Linked DNA regions of Mus musculus: region 2 is linked to region 1. The links are chromatin contacts, called in public HiChIP or PLAC-seq maps. All regions are on one chromosome and are shown on one strand. The core of a region is the stretch at or near the end of the contact, and the rest is flanking DNA. Distances in the headings are between cores, read along the strand shown. Region 1 overlaps 4930401C15Rik (RIKEN cDNA 4930401C15 gene). Region 2 overlaps Tmem200a (transmembrane protein 200A).

What was found. HiChIP or PLAC-seq counts read pairs in DNA pulled down with a chosen protein or histone mark.
Region 2: a contact with region 1 is called in an HNF4G HiChIP or PLAC-seq map of pancreatic cancer cells. The contact joins two enhancer-like sites. A contact is called at or near these places in 2 of 115 datasets of contacts at active chromatin or transcription factors (fibro-adipogenic progenitors and pancreatic cancer cells) and 1 of 9 other capture datasets (pancreatic islet).

The regions. Positions count from the first base shown.
Region 1 is chr10:25,786,019-25,792,114 of GRCm38.p6, forward strand. It overlaps 4930401C15Rik (RIKEN cDNA 4930401C15 gene), which reads right to left. Exons shown (of 5, transcript NR_045349.1): 3 at 2,683-2,834. Among named protein-coding and RNA genes, the nearest start is that of 4930401C15Rik, 48 kb to the right of the region's middle. Within about 2 kb of position 2,158, at least 35 of the 459 cell types and tissues checked have an H3K27ac peak or open chromatin away from gene starts, as enhancers often do. A contact at or near this core is called in pancreatic cancer cells, where this site is marked.
Region 2 is chr10:26,009,644-26,015,739 of GRCm38.p6, forward strand. The region is part of intron 2 of Tmem200a (transmembrane protein 200A); the gene reads right to left. Among named protein-coding and RNA genes, the nearest start is that of Gm9767, 66 kb to the right of the region's middle. Within about 2 kb of position 3,243, at least 3 of the 459 cell types and tissues checked have an H3K27ac peak or open chromatin away from gene starts, as enhancers often do. A contact at or near this core is called in pancreatic cancer cells, where this site is marked.

The sequences.
Region 1 (6,096 bases), core at 908-3,407:
GCAAATGTGGCATGTTTGTACGATTAGCCTTGGAAAGATTTATTATACAACCCTCAAACCACCTTGGTTATGACAGTGACCATTGCTTATTCCATGTGCGTTTGAACCTCATTGTGAAGAGAGGTCACCAGAAAATGGGGACTTTTGTTGTCAGGAAGATGACTCAAGGTTTTGATGACAAAGGTCTTTCGTTCTCCAACAATTATCAGTCAAAACTCTGAGTTTTAAATCTGAGCTAGGGTTGGTGCTGCACGCTGGATGTCAGTGGAGTTGAGAATCGAGCACAGAAGAGTAACCTCATGACAGAGCAGAGAAAATGAACGTGGGTCGCATACACAGATTCATGGCTGTCTTATTTATTGTATACAGGAGTCCTCTGGATGGAGGGAACTTATTTCCATGAAAGCATGGGATAGTTGTACCCGAAATAAACCACACTTCAAGAAGAGACACTCTGCATCTAACGAGATGATCATGTGGTTTTTGTCTTTGAGTTTGTTTATATAATGGATTACATTGATGGATTTTCATATATTAAACCATCCCTGCATCCCTGGAATAAAACTTACTTGGTCAGGATGGATGATTGCTTTAATGTGTTCTTGGATTCAGTTAGCGAGAATTTTATTGAGTATTCTTGCATCGATATTCATAAGGGAAATTGATCTGAAGTTCTCTATCTTTGTTGGATCTTTCTGTGGTTTAGGTATCAGAGTAATTGTGGCTTCATAGAATGAGTTGGGTAGAGTTCCCTCTACTTCTATTTTGTGGAATAGTTTGTGCAGAACTGGAATTAGATCTTCTTTGCAGGTCTGGTAGAGCTCTGCATTAAACCCATCTGGTCCTGGGCTTTTTTTGGCTGGGAGTCTATTAATGACTGCTTCTATTTCTTTAGGGGATATGGGACTGTTTAGATCATTAACTTGATCCTGATTTAACTTTGGTACCTGGTATCTGTCTAGAAATTTGTTCATTTCGTCCAGGTTTTCTAGTTTTGTTGAGTATAGCCTTTTGTAGAAGGATCTGATGGTGTTTTGGATTTCTTCAGGATCTGTTGTTATGTCTCCCTTTTCATTTCTGATTTTGTTAATTAGAATGTTGCTCCTGTGCCCTCTAGTGAGTCTGGCTAAGGGTTTATCTATCTTGTTGATTTTCTCAAAGAACCAACTCCTCCCATAATTAGCCTCCAAACGATGACACCATTGCATACACTAGCAAGTGTTTGTTGCAAGGACCGTGATATAGCTGTCTCTTGTGAAACTAGGCCGGGGCCTAGCAAATACAGAAGTGGATGCTCACAGTCAACGATTGGATGGATCACAGGGCCCCCAATGGAGGAGCTAGAGAAAGTATCCAAGGAGCTAAAGAGATCTGCAACCCTGTAGGTGCAACATTATGAACTAACCAGTACCCCGGAGCTCTTGACTCTAGCTGCATATGTATCAAAAGATGGCCTAGTTGGCCATCACTGGAAAGAGAGGCCCATTGGACAGGCAAACTTTATATGCCCCAGTACAGGGGAACGCCAGGGTCAAAAAATGGGAATGGGTGGGTAGGGAAGTGGGGGGCGGGGGAGGGTGTGGGGGACTTTTGGGATAGCGTTGGAAATGTAATTGAGGAAAATACGTAATAAAAAAAATATTTAAAAAAAAAAAAGAAGAGATATTCCTTGGAAAGTGACTTCCATGTTGGAAAAGGGGTAGGTGAGACACACTGGGGGATGAAGGAGATGCGGATGACTGAAGAATGTGGTGGATCATAGCAGAGCATGGACTAGAAATAGGAAATGGACCCAATGTAAGAAAGGCTTCTATCTTAAGTTGGGTTCTCTCGAACCAGATGCTGAGACGATTTGTGGCCAGGTGTTTACGGTTTGTGCTTCCAAGACTAGAGCCTATAAGGAGAGGAGGGTGTTTAGCTGGAACTGCTTTCAATAAAGGCCTTTGTGTACTGTACAGACTGATGGGGGCTTCTGCCCCTCCACTCTCGGGGCCAGGACTCTGAGAGTCTACCTGAGAGACTCAGCTATAAGACCAGCAGCTCATACTCTGTTCCTCGAACTGGAAAGGGAAACTTTGGGCTGTTGCAGGTACCTTGATGTCTGCCCTGTGTATGGCCAGAGGTCAGTGACTCAGAGGGTGAATGTGCAACAAGGCAGGCAGCTGGGCTTGTGGCCAGGGGACATGGCATGGAGGCTGGGGGTTTGAAGGTTTTCTTAGGAATGAACTCTGGTGGAGAAACTGGGTAAGCTGAACCACACCGGTCTGTGTGAGGTGTCCTCTTTTAGAGCAGCTCAGTTATCTTATCAGCCACTCTCTAGGATACTCATTCCAACACTCCTGGTTGTCTTTGGAAACAGAAAACAGGCAATAGTATAAACGAATGAATGTATACGTCTGTGGCCTAGGAAAATCCTTGCCCCTTTTAAGAGTGTCCAAGTACTAATGTTTACAAAAGCTCTCTATGATTATATTATATTTCACTGACTGTTTCTCAGTCAGTACTTGAATGTAATATTCCCACCTAAGAATGACACTTCTTTAATTCCACAAACCATGTTCCTGTGTCAGGCCACCACAAGGGATGCCAGCTGCAAAGGGTTACATTCTCTTTCATATGTGACTATATTCTGTATATCTAAATCACTAAACTCACCTATAAAGTGACATTTTAAATATTTACCAGAAAGACCAAGTGGATTTAGGAAAACTGCATGCTGTCTGGGTGAATCGGATGACAGGAGTATGCACTTAGTGTTTAGATGTCCAGTCTGATCTCCACCGTGAATCACTCTGGCTCTACTTCTCCGCCCAGTATCTGATCCTGAGAAGATCCTGAGAAGCAGCGGAAATGACTCTCGGTCAGATCCTTTCACTGGAAAGATGAATCATGCTAATTCATAAAATACCACTCTGAGCTCTGGCCTGACAGTTTAATAGCTTTTTCCTTTAGTCAGTTGGTGTAAGAATCTAATTTTGAGCCTATTCATTTATCCTAAAAGGTCAATGTAATTTCCTGAGAGGCCCCGTGGTCCTGCTTCTAACACAGCACTAATGCTAGCACCAAGTTGTGAAAAGATAAAGCTCGCAGATGTCTCTCTTGCTGACTACTGAACATCTGTTCAGATCCACAGGTACAAAGTCTTCACCTGAGCGTCACGTGAGCCCTTTGTTCTTATATCACAATTAAACTATATGCCGTGTCTTCCCTGTCCTCTAGAAACTCTCTTTCATTTGGTCTGCCACACTTGCTTTGATCATGTCCCCCATCAATGCATCCAAATAGCCTACAGTTGTTCACCTGAGGCTAACCCCCAGATAGACCTCCCAGGGTACTCTTCTCATGATAACCTGTGAGGCTTCCACTCAGCCAAGTTGACATTTTTCCCTAGCTAGGACTTGCACATCTATGCACACCTGCACACCTTGTACTCTGTATTGCATCAAAAGGTCATCACCTGTCCTGAGGAAAGCCTTTCAAACGGAAAACATTATGAAGAACAATGGTACAAGAGGCAGTGTTTCCAACTGGAGGCTTGGTAGGAGGAGTGTCTAAAAGAGACTGTTGCAGTTCTTCCTAGTTCTTTCTTTTATACTGTTGAAAATAGGGTGAATCATTTCCTTGATGTGAAAAGGCTTGCTGGAATTATATGCTTCGATGAACTCTGGTATTACATTGTTTTACATTATAAGGATTAAAACACATCACCTGGTGAGACAAGACTCTGATTGTGAAAAATTATACCAGAAACAGCTAACTACAATTGCAACTACTTCAATATCGGAAAAGGAACAAAATATTCTGACTGAAGTGCTTAGAAAGAAACAGCATTTGGTTTGGGCATTGGAACAGAAAGAAGAATAGGAGATCTGAAAGGAGTCCTAAGAGGAACAGAGCCTGAAGATTCCTGGGGAGGTGTGCCCTCAGTAGCTGTGTTGGAGGATGCAGAGTTAGGGTGAGAAGTGATCCGGGATAATGAATGGTACTCGGGGGACAGGGGACTTTGATGCCATGGGAAGGATTTCCATTTTGCTCTTAACAGAGAGACCTGTTGAGAGTGTTTTGAGTGGGTCTGATTTGTAGCTTTGTTACTCAGCTGTGGGAAGGAGTATCTGAAGAAGCTCAGGCATGAAGAAAAGAGTGGGACAGAGGGTGGTCAGGGCTGCCTCACTTGGACTATAAGAAGACAAGCTTGGGAAACACTGCATTCTCGCAGTAGGGAAGTCTTACAATGGGTTGTATATGGCAGAGGGGAAAACAGTTGAAAAGATCATAAGGTTTCCTATTTCAGCACAACAACAAGCCCCAAATGGTCCCCATTGATTCCCCACTCCTTGGCTTCACCCACACTCATATGGGTCCTTCCCTAACCGAACAAGGGTTATTCTCTTTGGCCAATTGAATATGCCAGAAGCGATGATGTGCCTCCATTGACATTTTGATGAGAGCCAGAGCCTGAACTACTCAGCCAAGTTTCCCAGACTCCTAACACTCAGAAAAAAAAACTTCTAAGTTTTCAGAATTTGTTATGCAACAGCAGACACCAAATACTTTGGATGACTAGGACAATTTTGATTAACTATGAAACAAAGCAGAGGAAATGGGAACTAGTTATATCAAAGGAATGAAACTTTCTGTTTTTAGAACATACTTTGGCTGTGACAGCTTCCTGCTCCCTCCCTGCTCCTCGGGGATCTGGGGATGGACACAGACTAGGAATTCATTCACAGAGTGCAGATGGTGCTTCCAAGATGAATAATTCATCAGAATCACTTGACAAACTGGTGGCTGGATCAGACCCCCTAGTGTCCTGGTTCTGCTGGTTTGAGGATGGGTCTTGAACTAGTGTTTTAAGTATTGTTCATGATTTGGGTTCAGGAATCAGTCTTGGTACCATTAGTACAGTATGAAAGAAGGAGATGCAGAATGCTAACATGTATTATAACTAACAGTTCTGTGGGCCTCTGTGGTTTGGGTTCTGATGCTCCCCCAGATATCCATGTGTTAAAGGCCTTATCTTCTTTGGTGCAAATGGGAGGTGATGGAACCTTGGGCTGAGGCTAGTGAGAGAGGTGTGTTCTTAGAGGGGATGGCAGGGTCCTGTCATCTCTTGGTTGCTTTCGGGCAATGAAGTAAACGGTTCATTTTACCCATGTTCCATACCCTTCTCCTCTGTCACAGCCACCAGAGGCCCAAAGCAATGGGCCCATCTAACTATGGACTGGAAACTCCAAAACTGTGAGCCAAAAGAAAACTTTGCTCTTTGCAGGTTATCCTAGGGTGTTGTTGTTTTGGTTGTTTGTTTGTTTTGGGGCAGTGGTTCTCCAATTAAAGGTGGTGATTTTTGTGAGCAGCAATTAACTTATATACTTGTGCAGCTTAGTGGAAAAAGTGTAGTGCCCCAAAGTGGGGAAGAGATGTTGATCTCCAGCAACAGGGTCTGCTACCAGTCCTTGTGGGCACTCACCTCTCCTCTCAGTGGTTGTCACCAATGACAAAGTGGCCACTGAAATGATAATGGTGTTAAATTAATGTTAATAATTTGTATATTGTATTTTATTTTTAGCTGCCAGGGGAAAATTCATCCTTAACCAAGCACACCTAATTGGTTTTTTTTTTCCTTTTGGATTATAGATGTAAAATACCCAGCTATAAAAAGAAATGTTTTGCCGAGCGGTGGTGGCGCATGCCTTTAATCCCAGCACTTGGGAGGCAGAGACAGGTGGATTTCTGAGTTCAAGGCCAGCCTGGTCTACAGAGTGAGTTCCAGGACAGCCAGGGCTACACAGAGAAACCCTGTCTCGAAAAACCAAAAAAAAAAAAAAAAAAAAAGAAATGTTTTGTTATACTTGTAGGTCTGATGTTCAAGATGTGTTGTAAAATGCAAGACTTGGGTAGATTTTTAAAGAATAGGATTATTTTAACCACACTGTTCCCAAACTATAAGCTGTGGGCATCACATCTGTTGAGGGGGAAAGATGCTGGAAAAAATAGTGAATCTAGCAAATGTCCTATCAGTTTGGAAGGTATACAAGTACACACAGTAAAGATTGAACTTGCATCAGAGGGTACAGCTAGAGCGACAGTTGTGGCTTC
Region 2 (6,096 bases), core at 1,993-4,492, 220 kb after region 1:
TTCACAATAGTCAAGCTATGGAATCAATTTAAATACCTACTAAAGTACCAGTGATGAAGAATGAAGAAAGTTCAACACCCCACACACCCACACACCCACACACCCAAACACACATGCACACACACACACACACACACACACACTAAAATATAAAAGGAAAGCCCTTCATTCACAAGCAAATGGGGACATTATGTTAGGTGAAATGACATAGAAAGAAGAAACTGCATAATCTCATTTTTATATATATACATATATATATATATATATACATATATATATATTATAGGCTAAAAGAATTGAATTTATTGCAGAAGGTAGAATGGTGGTGGAGAATGGGAGCTGTGAGTGAGAAAGGATAATTTTCAATATGTAGATAGCATGACCTACTCACATAATCAGAATATAGTACATGTGTACCTGATACATGCAGAAAGTCTAAAGTCATGCATATGGTATATACACGTTATATATTATATAGGATTCTGTAGTTCCTGGATACATGACGAGCAGTAGCAGATTACTGAGAAGTGTGAGGCAACTATCATCACAACACAAAGAAACATGCACTGCCTTTATCTACAAGAAGATGGGGTACACTCTGAAATGGTAAGAATAGAGCATAATGAATTGGTAACACAGTCACATATCATCACTATCAGGCTTTGTTCACAGTGTATACATGCAGCTTTGTTAACACCAACATTGGCATAAGTGTACAAGTGATCTGTTGCACCATGACTTGATGTGGCCCTACAGGAACAACAACAGTATGAACTAACCAGTAACCCCCAGAGCTGTGTCTCTATTTGCATTTGTAGCAGAGGATGGCCTAGTCAATGGGAGGAGAGGCCCTTGGTCTTGCGAAGATCATATGCCCCAATACAGGGGAATGCCAGGGCCAGGAAGCAGGAGTGGGTGGGTTGGGGAGCAGGGTGGGGGAAGGGTATAGGGGACTGTCAGGAGAGCATTTGAAATGTAAATGAAGAAAATATCTAATAAAAAAGAGAAAACTTGAAAAGGACATAAAAAAGTAAAAAATAGAGAAAGAAATATATTTACATATAGGAGAAAGAAATAGATCACACAAACACACACACATATATATATATACACACACAAACACATATCCCTCTCCCTAAAGGAAAGAAAATAATGAATTTAAATTTGAAAAAAAAAAAGCTAATAAGATAGCCCAATAGTTATGGGAGCTTCTTGCTCTCTCTCTCTCTCTCTCTCTCTGTTATATATATATATATATATATATATATATATATATATATATATATATATATATATATATAAAACCTATACCTATACACATATACATGTACATCTTGAAGGAAATGTGGCATTCTAAAACAGGGGTGCTAGTTAGAATGCCAGACTACTCAAATTCTTTTACCAATCTTTTTGTTTGTTTGTTTGTTTGTTTGTTTGTTTTTGAGACAGGGTTTCTCTGTATAGCCCTGGATGTCCTGGAACTCACTTTGTAGACCAGGCTGGCCTTGAACTCAGAAATCTGTCTGCCTCTACCTCCCAAGTGCTGGGATTAATGGCATGTACCACCACTGCCTGGCCTCTTTTACCAATCTTGATGACCTGAATTCAATCTCCAGATCCCCACAGTGGAGATAACTGACTCCCATAAATTATCTTCTAACTCAACTAACTAAAACTAACATAAGGAATATAACGAGAGAATATATAACTAATCAACTAACAAGGGAATATATAACTAATCAATTATTAGTCAGTCAGTGGTTTGTCTTGTTTTGGCTATGTCTATTCTAGCCCATGGGTCAATCATTTGATTATAGTCTCCTAGACCTGGGAAATCAGGCAGAGAAGCTTGGTTTGCTGTAGGCAGTGAGCCTATGGAAGAGATATCACCTTTCTTGGAAAATACTTCCAAGAATAAATATATGATTTCCATCATCCTTTTCCTGCTGCCATGGTGACCAAGAACACTGCATAGCCAAAAGACACCCATCCCTGGTTTTTGTGTTAGGATAGCACAGATAAGCTACTGGCTGAATCAAAATGGTCATGAATGAGTAAGAAAGTTTGGGTTATTTAAGATCACTGAGAGCTGGGGTTGCTTGTTATTGCATGTATCCAATTCTAACTGATACAAGTGAGGATAGTAGTATTCTAGTACCACTTGTAAAGAAAAGAAACAAAAAAATTAAGAAGTTGGTAAAATAGGGAGGTAGTTCTATGGTCTGAATATTTGTCCCCAAAATGTTTGTTAAAATTTAACTGTCAATGTGATCATTTTAAGAAGGTGAGTTTGGGGCCATGGCTATCATTAGGACACCATGCTCTTGGGTAGGGTTGGTATTCTTACAAAAGATGTTTCATACAGCAGTTGTCCCTTCTGCCTTTTGTTCTCTGCAGCCTGAGGACCTTCGCAAGGCTCCCAACATCTTCATCTTGGTTTCCCTAGCCTCTAGAATGTGAGAAATACATTCCCGTTGTTTATAAATTACTTAGTCTGTGTATTTTGTTATAGCAGCGAGGTTTGATTAAGACAGGTGGTGTCACTGGGATTAATGTCTGATACTGCGGCTTAAAGAAATAAAGGAAATGCAGTTCATAGATCCACAAAGATTCCCTTCTGTGGCTTTACTCTACACTTTCCACACTGTTATGTGATAAAACAATTTGGTTAGAGACTTCCTCATTTAAAGAGGTTAAACCTATTGTGGCTCAATATATGACCAAAAGTAGAATATGAGCCTGAATCCATGCATGTGCCTGGACCCATGCCATGCTGGTGATTTCTCAAACCACCACTAATACTCTGAATTGACTAAGGGTCTTGTCCTAACCCTCAATAGCTGTGACTCTCAGGAGATAACTGGCCTATGGCTTCAGGAATTGATTTGTAAAGTGGGGATCTTGGCCCTCTCTTCCTCACGGGTTTCTCAAAGTTGTCCTGAACATAAAGGATCTGTAATAAGCCACTAGTAGAATCAATAACTTCAGCTAGGGTGGTAGGTGTCGGGGTGTGGATTATAATAAATTTATATTCACCTTTTTTAGGAGAAAACCTCTTTGGTTATCTGGAATAAATGGAAATGTTTCTAAATATAATATTCACAATGGAATTCATTGTTCCAGGCTCCTCAAAGAGTATTAAACAATAATTTAATTTTCTCTTCATGACTCAGAGTTATATTGCTTTGTTTTGATTCTGAATATCAGCTATGACTTGAATGTCTGCCTTACCCTAAGAACTGGGTGAAAAGCCAAGATTCCTGAAGGAGCTTGTATTCAGGAAGAGGAACTAGTGTTAAGGTAGACCTTAGAAATAGAGAATGGGCTAAGCACAAGGGAAAGTCTCCAGCCCCAGCGCATGTGCACTCATCTGCACACACACGTGTACATACACACACACACACACACACACACACACACACACACACAGAGAGAGAGGGGGGGGGGCAAGGTTGTAATCCTATCACTGGATCAAGCTGGTCTGTCTATCCATGCAAATAAAGGCCACAGGAGTCGAGAGAAAGCAGACTAAGCTCACTGGGTTAATAGTACCACTGCTGCTGTCTGCAGCTGCCCTTCACTGGTAAGTTCTCATTGGAGGGTTCTAAGACACTGTGTCCCAGACACGAATAACCAAATAATGATGCTGCTGTTGCTAGTATTACTTACTGTATTGGAATCTAGAATTTCCTTAAAATCTTTCATAATCGCAATAACGGAGATGGGAAGATTTGCCCATATGAGTGCAGCTATGCCCTGGCTGGGATCCTGATCTGTGTAATGGAGAGAAGGAACTGAATCGTCATTTTCCACTCACTTCTTTGTTCTTCACTGTAGATGGAACGTGACCACCTACTTCAAGCTCTTTGTGCCTTCACCCCCTGCCATGATAGACTCATATATCCTTCAAGTGTGAGCTGGAACAAACCTTTGTTCCCTAAGTTGCTTCTGTCAGAATATTTTATCACAGCAACAAGAAAGAAACTACTACAATCCTATGTGATAATGAAGAGCAAGCAAAATAGAGGTAACAGCTTTAGAAATATATCTATTTGAGGTGTGTGTGTGTGTGTGTGTGTGTGTGTGTGTGTGAGAGAGAGAGAGAGAGAGAGAGAGAGAGAGAGAGAGAGAGAGAGAAAGAATGAATATGTGTTTGTGGTACACTCCTTTAATCCTGGCAGTCAGGAGAGTCAGAGGGAAGTGTGGAGAGCCATGCCATGAGCAATCGCCATTATAAGATGGCGCTGGCTTCCACTGCACCTAACTAGTAAACAAGCCTTATGCGCAAGTGCAAGAGTGAACTCGCGCCTAGTCACTGCCCATCTCGCAGTGTAGTAATGGGGTGATGGGCAAGCAACGAATCAGGAGCTGTCACGCCACATCAGGTGCTGAAACATCACACTGAGGGCTATATAAGCAGCGCCATTTTCCCGGTTCGGGGTCTTCCCTCCTGATAAGTAAGCAATAAAAGCTTTGCTGCAGAAGATTCCAGTTGTTCTGAGTGTGTTCTTGCCGGTGGGGACAAAAGCTTGGGCAATAGGGAAGCAGATCTCTGAGTTTGAGGCCAGCCTAGTCTACAGAGTCATTCCCAGGACAGCCAAGGCTACACAGAGAAACCATGTCTCAAAAAAACCAAACAGAAGAGGGGGGGAGGGAGAGAAAGAGGGGAAGGAGGGGGGAAGGGGGAGAAGAGGGGAAGGGAGAGAAGGAGGAGGGGTAAAGGGGAGAAGGAAGAGGAGGAGGAGGAGGAGGAGGAGGAGGAGGAGGAGGAGGAGGAGGAGAAGGAATCCTGTATGGGATGGAGAGGCACCAGGATGGTCACTTCAAAGGAAAATTCCTAAGCTCTTCCAGTAATCCAGGCATGAGGAATGAGTCAGGCAGGTAGTCACGAGGGAAAAGAGAGTGGAAAGAACACAGAACTTCTTAGAAGACAAAATAAGAAGACCTTGACATTAAATATGAGTGATCAGATAGGGGAAGTGGTCAAGAAAATGCCAAGGTCTTAGTAACTGGATGGATAAGAGTCTGTTAATTGAAATATAAACAAAAATAAGTATCTGGAGAAACTTAGTTGTAATAGCTATGGTCTTTACATTATTGAAGATTTTCTGTTAGTTGACTATATGTATAGACGCTTCCAGCAAACATATGATTAAAAGATAAACATTTAATCTACTGATAAGAAAACATTTTCCTTGACGATTGCAAACCAAAAGGTTGATTTTCTTCACAAAATACACTTTAAAGATCTTTGATTTTGCACACTGAACATGATTTTGGATATAATATGCATGCTGTCTTATGGCATCCTTTGCTTTGTAACTTGAAGGGGCACCACGGTATGGAAACCTTGCTTGCTTAGATTTTTCTGACACAGGATCTCACTATGTAGCCTTTGCTGGCCTGAAACTTGCTAGTCTCAAACTTGTGGTCATTCTCTTGTCTCTTCACTTGAACTGGGACTGGCAACATGTACTGAGATGCATTGCCTAACATGTAATAATTGTTACTCTATTAAGACAATGCACTGGCTAGTTTTGTGTCAACTTCACACAAGCTGGAGTTATCACAGAGAAAGGAGCTTCAGTTGAGGAAATGCCTCCATGAGATCCAGCTGTGGGGCATTTTCTCAATTAGTGACCAAGGGGAGAGGGCCCCTTGTGGGTGGGACCATCCCTGGGCTGGTAGTTTTGAGTTCTATAAGAGAGCAGGCTGAGCAAGCCAGGGGAAGCAAGCCAGTAAGGAACATCCCTCCATGGCCTCAGCTCCTGCTTTTTGACCTGCTTGAGTTCCAGTCCTGACTTCCTTTAGTGATGAACAGCAATGTGGAAATGTAAGCTGAATAACACCTCCCCGCCCCCCCCCCACCCCCACCCAATTGCTTCTTGGTCATGATGTTTGTGCAGGAATAGAAACCCTGACTAAGACAGACAACATCAGTAACAAAAAGACTGTTTCTAGCTGGGCATTATAGCATACTCCTTTGATCTCAGAAGGAGATACAAGAGGAGGACTTCTATGAACTATAAGTTCAAGGTCAGATTGGCTAAACTCTAGGCCAGTCAAGGGAACACAGTGAGAGACCCTGTCTCAAGC